Regions from separate parts of the Ovis aries genome. Here region 1 is linked to region 2. A link is a contact called in public Hi-C data. All regions are on one chromosome and are shown on one strand. Each heading gives the region's core, a stretch centred on a gene start, on an enhancer-like site or on the middle of the called end of the contact. The rest is flanking DNA. Distances are from core to core; before and after follow the strand shown. Region 1 holds the start of ADCK2 (aarF domain containing kinase 2). Region 2 holds the start of MKRN1 (makorin ring finger protein 1).

Region 1 (4,651 bases), core at 437-2,936, 150 kb after region 2:
GTGTTTGCTATGACCAGTGGATTCTCTTGGCAAAATTCTTATTAGCCTTTGCCCCATTTCATTTTGTACTCTGAAGCTTGGAGGGTATAGTTAATGGCTGGCCATACTTAAAACCAGCGGAGTTAGGTATGACTTCTGTCTTGGGAACTTCAAAAAGGGTCTGCACATCTTGGGAAATGGGAGTTGGATTGTTAGCCTGCAGTGCAAGAGTCACCAAGTTTTCCCGCAGTCCTTAGGCTGTGAGTGGCAGTCACACTTCCAGCAGCAGGCATGGGCCACGTCTCCAGGGTCTTTCCACTTGTGAGTCCCTGGCAGACTTCTCTGGAAGGCTGTCACCCACGTAGAGATAAAGGGTCGTGAATGTAGAGGTGACTGTGGTACCCCAGCGCAGTCAGCCTCCAAGCCCCAAACAGCAGAGCAGATGCCCACTGGCCTTCCCTGGCTGTCCTGACTGATTTCCAAGCTCTGCTCTGCTCCTCTTTGCTTTCTAGGGCTATCTGGCCTTCTCTGGTTCTTCACAGTTTAAAAAAACTCCCTCAGAACCTCACAGCAAACATCTTCCTATTTGGGGGCTTAATTCTTTTTGCGGCTGAACACCCTCCCACCCGTACCACCCTCCCCTCTTCTCCCAAATAGCTGCCATCCTGGGGGGTTCTCCTTGTTGCCCAAATCTTGGCTCTGTGCACCAGTGCCAAACAGAAATATGGAGACAGAGTTATGGAGGAGAAGGAAAGAGCGGCTTTATTCATTCGCCAGACAAAGGGGGAACACAGTAGGCTAGTGCCTCAAGAACTGTGCCCCCCTCCCTGGTAAAGAGGGAGGGGTTATATAGTCTGGCAAGGTACCTGAGAAGGATCAAGACGGTAACAGTCTTGCATTCTTCTTCTGCAAAGTTTCAAAAGGGTGAGGTTGCTGACAAGGTTAGGGTGTGCAGCGGCTTGGATGGTTAGGTCTCCTAATTCTTGAATACCCTTTAATCGTGCCTCAGGTGGTTTCCTGGCTGCTCCTCCCTTGATTAGCAACTGTTCTGCCCTTTGGGACTCAGAGAAGGTCATGGAGGCTGGAGTCTTGCCTACAAGAAATGGGGGACAAAGAGACCTTCGTGTCCAGGAGCCCCGCAGGGCCCAGCTCGGCATCGTCCGCATTGTTCCCTTCTTTCATGGTGAGATCTTCCTCAAAAGTGATGAGCCTGCAAGGTCAGGATGTGTGTTTCCATGTTCCCAGGACCTCGCACGGTAGATATTATTGAGCCTCGATAAATATTAGATGGAGTTTAAGAAATATAGACTTGGTTGAATGAATGATCACTCTTTCCGGAGCCACAGCCCCGGGTTCAAACACGTTCCCCAAATCAGGGCAGCCTGGGAATCCCGCCGTCCAAGGACAACACCCCCCACCCAGCTCCTCCCACCACCCTCCCGATCCCGCTCAACTGAAAACCAGACCTTGTTCAGGAACCGGCTATCAATATCCCCGGCATTCCCGCGTTTCCACGCTGTTTGTAAGGAAAGCTACAATGTCATTGGAGAGACAGAGGCACAGTGGAGAGACCGGGTGTGGAGGGCGCGTTTGGCGTTAATTCTATTTGTGGGACCCCAGGACCCGAGGGCCGGGTGAATCTCTGCCGGAGTCTGGGTCGCGTTCGCTTTAAAGGGGCGGTTCCCGAGCCGGCGGGCGGGCGGTCCCGGAAGACGCGCGTCGCGCGGCCTGGGCGTCGGGATCCCTGCTCCCCGGCCCCCCCGGGTCCGGATCCCCGGTCCTCGGACCCCCGGCCCCTCCGAGTCCCTATCTCCGGTACTCCGCTCCGCGACCCTCCGCTCCCCTTCCCCGCCCCTGGCGCCCAGACCTCCACTGCCCTTGGGACCTCGGCTCTCTGGAGCCCCCACCCGACTCCTCCCCACCGCGCGCTCGCTGCCTTGGTCCTCGACCGTTCGCGCTGCCCCCGCCCCCGGCCCCAGCTCTCCACCCCTCGCCTTATCTGGTTCTTCCTCACCCCCATCAGGCTCTCCGCACCGCGGCCCTCCGATCGGTCCCCCTCGCGCCCCTCTCCGCGCAGCCCTGCTGCGTCCTGGCCCTCGGCGGGTGCACTCTGGCGCCGGCGGGCGTGCGCGGTGACCCTGCGGTCGCCCGGCTCCGTCTCCGCCCGCGCGGCCACCTCGCGCAGGTCACGTCCCTGTCCTGGGGACTGCACACGGGCGGCCAGGTCTGCGCGCCCCCTTCATCTCGCTGCTGCCCCGCTCTTAAACGGAATACTCGGCGGAGGCCCGGACTCATGTCGTCCTTGCGGAAAGAAGGAACATAGATGGGCCCTCCTTAAGTGGAGGCAGGCAGCCGAGGCCGTGACCTCTGGGAGAGGATGGTGACCCCCTGGCGCTTCTCTCTCAGGGTCTGCTTGGCGCACTTGAGAGGTTTTGCGCTCAGAAAGGAACTCGGCCTTCTGAGACCCTCTGGGGGCTGTCGCAAGGCTAGACTCTGTTGGCTTCTGCTTGGCACTTTGCCCAAACTCGTCTCCACCTGTGAGGACATTGGCAAGGGGGCTCCGGAGAGCGTACGTCGACAGACCACCAGTTGGAGTGACCTGGCTGAAAATGGGCCGCTGGAAAGAGTCCCTACGGAGGGGCGGCTGGGCTGGCTCCTCCTGCACGTGCGCATCTGGCTCAGAGCAGGGGCTCTCTTGGTGAAATTCTTCCCCCTCCTCCTACTCTATCCCCTCACCTATCTGGCTCCCAGTGTCTCCAGTCTCTGGCTCCACCTGCTTCTGAAAGCCACCGAGACCTCGGGCCCCACCTACATCAAGTTGGGCCAATGGGCCAGCACCCGGCGGGATCTCTTCTCAGAGGCGTTCTGCGCCCAGTTCTCCAGGCTGCACGTCCAGGTGTCGCCCCATCCTTGGACTCACACCGAACACTTCCTGCGCCAGGCCTTTGGGGAGGACTGGGAGAGGGTCCTCTTCTTTGAGAAGCAGGAGCCAGTGGGTTCCGGCTGCGTGGCCCAAGTGTACAAAGCGCGAGCCAATCCTGCCTTCCTGGAGAACGACAGCATCCAGAGACTGGCTACGGCCTCCAAACTGCAGCTCTCCTCGGAAACTGGGGCAGCTGGGGGGCTGGGCGAGCTCTCTGGACGCCTGGAGAAGGCGGGGAGGCCTCAAGAGAGTCTTGCCGACCAGTCGTTTGTAGAAAGGCTGCTCTTCCCTAAAGCGGACCTGGTTGGATCCAATGCATCCTTGTCTCAGGCTTCAGGGACCGCCCATGAACAGGAGCCAGATCACCTCGTCCCCGTGGCCGTGAAAGTAAGTGTTCTGATGTTTGCAGCCAGGCCCTCCCATCTCTAAAACCTCACCAACTCCACGGGGCTACCCAGGTCAGGATACAACCCTTTGCAAATTACCCCATGGTGCCTTCCGTTGATTTCTTTCAGCTTGACCATTATCTGAGTACCTGTGACACACAAGCTGTTTGATTTCTTGGCTTGAAGGAGAGTGATGCGAATGGCCTGAAAAAGGAAGATGAAGAGGCTGTGGAGTTGGCTGTCTCTGCGGGGGGAGGACCCATCATCCATCCGGCTGACCTCTTGGCTCTGGGGTCAGGATAAATGGGAGACAGACTAGGTTAGGTGTTACTGTGGCAAATCCAAGAGGGCAGCGTTCATTTTTACAACATCAGCTTCCTTCTCGGTTCATTTCCAGTTACCCCTGCCCGGCTCCATCATCTCTCCTCTCCACACCTTTCCATTCCTGATCCGAACACCCCCAGGAGAACTAGCGGTCCTAGTAGCCAATACCCTGGTGCTCTCACCCTCACAGAAAAATCCCTCCCATGGGTGCCTCACTGAGACAGGCTGAATTCATAATTTCCAAGGGGAGAGCCTGACCTGGCCTTTTATAATTGCTGCAAATGAGTCGCAACATCAGGCATGTTTAGGAAACACTTGTCCAAAGTATCTTTAAGTTTCCCTTTGCTCTGTGGGAGACTAAAGGAGTAGATGTGCCATCAAGTCAGATGCTTTATTTCATATGTATGAGGTACCTGAGATGGGCATTTTTTTTTTTAAACAGGTTCAAAAAAACATTTGCTTATTTATTTGGCTGTGCTGGTTCTTAGCTGTGGCACGCGGGATCTCCTTCTCCCAACAAGGGTTGAACCTGGGCCCCCTGCAGTGGGAGCCCAGAGACTTAGCCACTGGATCACCAAGGAAGTCCCTGGACTAGTTTTTCTTACATGTTTATTTACATTCCACTTTATTCTGAAAAGGATTTGTGGTGGAGGTAGAGGCTGTGATCTGCGTGTTTTAAATGATGGAACAGGAGGCTGAGAAGAGGCTTAGTGGCCAGTCCAGTTTCATACAGGAGATGAGTTATAGAACTGGAGTGTTTGAAACCCAGAGCTCTTTGCATCTCACCTCTGGAGTCCTGTGACTCTAGAGCAGTATTTTGCAGGCTTGGGACTACCTGACCCAGTTACCTGGACACTCAGTAAAATGCACATTTCCACCCCGCCTCCCAGCCAGTCTGATTCAGTAGGTCCTGGAGGAGGCTGGGGCTCCACACTTTTACCAAGCAGCCTATGTTGGCTTTTATGCTCGCTGATGTTTGGGAGCCGCTGATCTAAGCTCAGTGTATCTGGAAGGGAGGCCAACCTATTCTTCCCAGCAA
Region 2 (5,183 bases), core at 347-2,846:
GCAGCACTGCAGAGAAAACAAATAACAGACTCAAAGATCTGGTTCCATGAATAGAAATTTTTAAATTCTCATTCTTTGGGATACTGCACAAGTATTCTCAGATCTACAGATAACTGAAAAAAGCTACCTGAAACAGCTTTTATGCTTTCTCTATCCCGTTATTGAAAATAATTAAGCTTACCATTCATGTCTTAAATTTATCATATTAAGCACTGAGAACGCTTCACCCCTGTTAATACCAGGACAGTGAGTTCTGTATATTAAAAATATTTTCAAGTATTGATATCTGGATATAAACTACCCCACCTAGGTGAATAACGGCGTTTCAACTGATTTTTTCAACCGACAGAAAAACAAAAGCTTCTAGTCGCTTACTGATCACTTAAGAAAAAAACTCAAGTACGACATCCAATTAAATGCCCTTATCTTAGACGCACAGCCACATGTCCGCATAACCGTCCTCTACTAATCACTTATTTTTTTCAAATATGTTCATCTGACATCCCAAACCCAAAACAAAATCCGTCTCCCTGCGGAGCGACAAGCTCCCCGACTCCCTTAAGACGCGTGGACTTGAAAACAAGACACCTTCCAGCCGGGGGAGAACGGGAATGCCAGTTCGTAACACCTACAGCGGTGGAGAAGACCCCCCGGGCCGGCACTAGGTTCGGAGACAAAGCTCAGAACCGCCCAGCCCGGTAACACACAAGAGTAGAAATCACAAAAGCTCCCCGCTCCGGGCGGGGCCCGAGAGACCCGGGAAGACGTTACAAACGGATGACACGGCTGCGGGGCCGGCGGCCGGGCCCCTCTTCTCGCCCGCGGGCCCGCGGCGGCGATCATCGGCCCGGCAGGACTGCGGGGAGGCGGGCTCCGGGCCACACCGCCAAACCCCCTTTTGGAACCGGCGAGCTCGCAGGCCGGGGGTTGGGATGGGGGGATCGGCGACAATAAAAGGAAGGAGGAGTCAGCCCACCTCTCTCCCCGCGCGCGCCGCGCCGCTCGGCCCGGTGCGGGGAGGCGGCGGGCAGTGCGGCGGCTCCGCAGCGGGGCCGCGCGCCCGGGCCTCGGCGGCCGGCGGGGGTTGACGCAGCGCGGCGACCGCAACGCCGGCTCGGCTCCCACCTCTGCCCGCCCCCGCCCGGCCGCCCGGCCGCCCGGCCGCCCGCCCCCTTCCTCCGCGGTCTCGGTCCCCTCCCCGCGCCCGGCGCCGGCCGCTCTGCGTCTCACCTGCAGGTGACCTGCTTAGTCCAGCCGCCGCCGCCGCCGCCGCCGCCGCCGCCGCCGTCGCTGCCGCCTCCCCCGCCCCCCGCCCCCGGGGACAGCGAGGTGACTGCGGGGATAGGGGTGGGGGAGGCCGCTGCCGCCGCCGCCGCTGCCGCTCCTGCTCCTGATGGTGTGGCTGTTGTTCCGGGAGCTGCAGCCTCCGCCATTACTGTTTATCCCACACAGCAATGGCGCCGGAACTTCCGGGATCACATAATTCCGGTCCGGCCGCGGCGAGGAGAAGGCGGCCAGGCGACGGGTGGGGAGGGGAAGGACACTGAGGCGCCCGCTCGCTCGCCTCGGCCCCGGCGTCGCGTCGACGAGCGCTCTCGCCGGTCGAACTGCGGGGCCGGGGCCGAAGCAAACCCCGGCCCGCCCCCAGCGCCCTCTGATTGGTGGACGGGTCGGCTCCGCCCGGGAGGGGCGGGGCGAGGGCGGGCTCCCCCAGGTGAGCGCCCACCCCCGCCCCACCTACTGCCCCCAGGTTCCACGCCTAGGGAACCACAGTCCTTATTTCAAGGGCACTCAGCTCAAGGAGTCCTTCCCAGCAGAGGCTGGTGCAGTGGAGAGGTGCAACTGGGATTGGGGTTGGGGGGTCCTGGGTTTGAATCCAGACTTTCCTGTCTCTACTAGTTAACATAACTGTACGAACTTGGCCCGGATACCCATTCTCTCTAGCCTCAGTTTCCTTATCCTAGTAGGCTTTATAAGTGTGGCAATTCACTGAGCTTTTAGTGCCTGGCCAGACTAAACACTTAACAAATGTTCTCTCCTGTTCTTCCCGTTAGCGGTGTGATCTCTCAACCCAAGAGAAGAGCAACGTGGCTAAGCAGCGGCTGTGCAGTCCTTGTCTCCCTTAACCTCTGGCCATCTCTCATTCCTAACTACGTAGTTTTGAGCCAGTTAACTTAGTGTTCCTCCTCCCCTCTGTAAAATAAAAAATAATTTAAAAATGATAACAGGACCTACTCCCCAGAGAGTCTTCCCTGGTGGCTCAGATGGTAAAGAATCCTGCAATGGAGAAAACCTGGCTTCGGTCCCTGGGTTGGGAAGATCCCCTGAAGGAGGGCATGGCAAACCTCTCCACTATTCTTGCTGAGAGAATCCGAATGGACAGGAGCCTGACGGGCCACAGTCCATAGGGTCGCAAAGAGTCCGACGCGGCTGAGCCACTAAGCACACCTCTCTGAAGCACAACATCTCTGAAGATGGCTGTGAAACTTATTAAAGTTCAAGTAAAACCCTTAACAGTGTGCTTCACACTACAATTTTAATAGATATTGAACAATAAAAGCTGTCTGAAATATCCCAGCTTCAAAGAGTTATTTCTAAAACTAGGAAAATTAAAAAGTATTTACTCTTACCTCCCCGTTAATGCCCCCGGTCCACTCAGATGCTGCATACTAAATCCTGACCGGTTTTCATAAGCCCTTAAATTTGCTTTTTCATATAATCTCTTTACTCTGAGAAAGTGAAAATCCATCCCACTGATAATCAGACCACAATGTACCCAACAGACACAAACAAGGACAGTGGCAAAGCCAACAAAAAACAATGTTTCCCTCAAGGCCACAGCATGGCTGCAAAATGACTGACAATTCCCTTCTGAGAAAATGCAGCATTTTTACTAATGACTTGCCCAGCCCCGCTTCATTTCTCCCTCCATTACCAAGTCCAAGCTCAATCTGCTTGCTGATGACAGGCCAATAAACTGAGAGATGAGGTGTGGAGGCCAGGAATAGGAAAGTATCACCTGTGTACCACGGTGATCGCAGACTAGGTCCCTGAAACACCATCCTATGGGGGCCAGGATGCCAGTTTCCTTTATAGAACAGAGAGAGACAAGAGGTGAGGAAGTAAAGTAGCTTTATCTTGCAAAATAGGAGGGGCTGTGTTAATCACTTTTTTTCTTGCAGCCATTGACAGGTGGGCATGGTCAGATTGTCTCCCAGTGAGTGGAACAAAGCCACTTTAGTTTACCTTTCAGCAGAGGGCAGGGTTCCCTGAGGCAGGCTATAATGTATGATTATAATAAGAGCAATGACAAGGTTTAAATCAAAGAATCAGATCCAACATGGAGTCAGACTTGGCTCTTCCCTGTTACCTGAGCACGCAAAGATTTATAAGATACCCAGTTCCTACACTGCTGCACCTCACAACAGCACCCAGCCCAGAGCTGGTCCCTCCATCTGCTTGTGCTGTTATCCAAAAAGAGCTTCTATCCTGTGAGAAGCCCCTCCCTACTCCCTTTTCCAAGATGCCCACCTTCCTCCCCTATGTGGTCTCCCCTGCTGCAGCAAGTTAACCTCTTTGTTGGACTACAGGTGTGTTCCTGGTAGTTTTTATCTGTTAGGGTTCACCTGTTAAGTAACATTTTTCTTGGGGGGGGGGCACATACTGCACTGCCTGAGGGATCTTAGTTCCCCCACCAGGAATTGAACCTGTGCCCCTACAGTGCAATTGCAGATTCTTAACTACTGCCCTGCCAGGGAAGTCTTTGCTCTATTTTTTATTGCATAGTTTTCACCTTCTAATTACTGTAGAATTTGCCTTTTTTTTGTCTTGTTTTTTTTTGTTTGTTTGTTTGTTTGTTTTGGTCTGTTTCTCCTAGCTAGAATATAAGCTCTGTAAATCCAGAGATCTTTGCCTATTTTGTTCTGCTATATCACAAGTCTCTAGAACTGTGTGCAGCATATAGTAGTTGCTCAATAAAATGTTTGGGCTATGCGTGAAAGACTTCTCTGATGTTAGAAAAGTTACCACGCCTTGTTTCACCATCTATACCAATAGGAATAATGATGTTTTGTCTTATAGGGAAACAAAACAGTCATTTCTTTCTCTGGGAGAACATTTTAGCACAAGGGCAATCCATGCATTTCTTCAAACACAAAACATTTATCAGTGAGTCTGCTGAGCCAGTGCTACCCAAACAGGTGATATAGGAATTATGAGCAAGTTTTAGCGCTTGAACATAGTAGCCATGTGACACTGGGCAAATTCCTGTCTTAATTAAGGCAGCTGAAGGAAGTCTAGTAGTACACCTTCCTTGTAAGTATTTAGTGAGTTTAAATACAGATATATATGGCTCAAGGAACAGTCCTGGATGTAGTAACCGCTAGGTAAGTATTTTCTATTGTTTTCATTGATGCTGTTATATGATAGCAAAAAGGGTTGCCAGATTTAGCAAATAAAAATACAGGATGTTCAGTTAAATTTGAACTTCAGATAAATAGCAAATTGAGTTTCAGAGTAAGTATAATTCCAAATATTGCATGGGATATATACATACAGCATTTGCTGTTTGTCTGAATTTCCATTACAACTTGGAATCCTATATTTTATCTGGCAGCCCTACATCAGAACAATACTTGGAGCTTTTCAAAGGCCTTTCGCCCACCTTGTCTGTTTTGTCTTTGAAGTTGGACAAGCACAGATGATGTTGCCCCTTTAAATATGAGAAGATGAAGTTGGAGACACACACAGAGATACTGTGTAGGATCCCCCAGGCTGTGAGAGACAGAGGAGAGCTTGAATCTTGGGAATTTTAGCTGTGGGGCTAGTGTTCCTTCCCCTACTGGTACTCTTTGGCTCTCCCCCAGAGGAAATTTTTAATTTAAAAGGGAAGACTACAGAGTGGGAAGCAGAAGCAATCCCTCTTATTGGTGTTTGCTGAGTGCTACAAAATTTAAGAAAGTATAAGAGATACGGCTGGCATCCTGCCAAGCCAAGAGGACTCTATTGCTGTGAGCAGATCTACCTGATACTATGTTGCACAAACTTTGAGAATCTTAATGTCAAAAATCTACACCATAAACACCAATCTCAATCTTCCTATTATTTTCTTTCCAAAGGGAGTTTGAATAATGATTTGGTTCCTGTAAAAACACTTTATATCTTCACATAGGTCAATGGTTCCC

What was found. A called contact is a pair of places that touch in the nucleus more often than the background predicts.
Region 1: a contact with region 2 is called in a Hi-C map of tail adipose tissue, with 5 times the contacts expected there. The contact joins the promoter of ADCK2 here to the promoter of MKRN1 in region 2. A contact is called at or near these places in 11 of 16 Hi-C or Micro-C datasets (blood, hypothalamus, liver and 3 more).

What each region holds. Positions count from the first base shown.
Region 1 is chr4:105,417,131-105,421,781 of ARS-UI_Ramb_v3.0, forward strand. ADCK2 (aarF domain containing kinase 2) reads left to right here and starts at 1,687. Exons shown (of 8, transcript XM_004008109.5): 1 at 1,687-3,289. The coding sequence starts at 2,357. It overlaps LOC132659768 (a long non-coding RNA gene), which reads right to left and starts at 1,649. Exons shown (of 3, transcript XR_009600546.1): 1 at 1,446-1,649; 2 at 846-1,072.
Region 2 is chr4:105,267,988-105,273,170 of ARS-UI_Ramb_v3.0, forward strand. It overlaps MKRN1 (makorin ring finger protein 1), which reads right to left and starts at 1,597. Exons shown (of 8, transcript XM_027968873.2): 1 at 1,231-1,597. The coding sequence starts at 1,433. LOC121819439 (a long non-coding RNA gene) reads left to right here and starts at 1,610. Exons shown (of 2, transcript XR_006059709.2): 1 at 1,610-1,714; 2 at 2,055-2,572.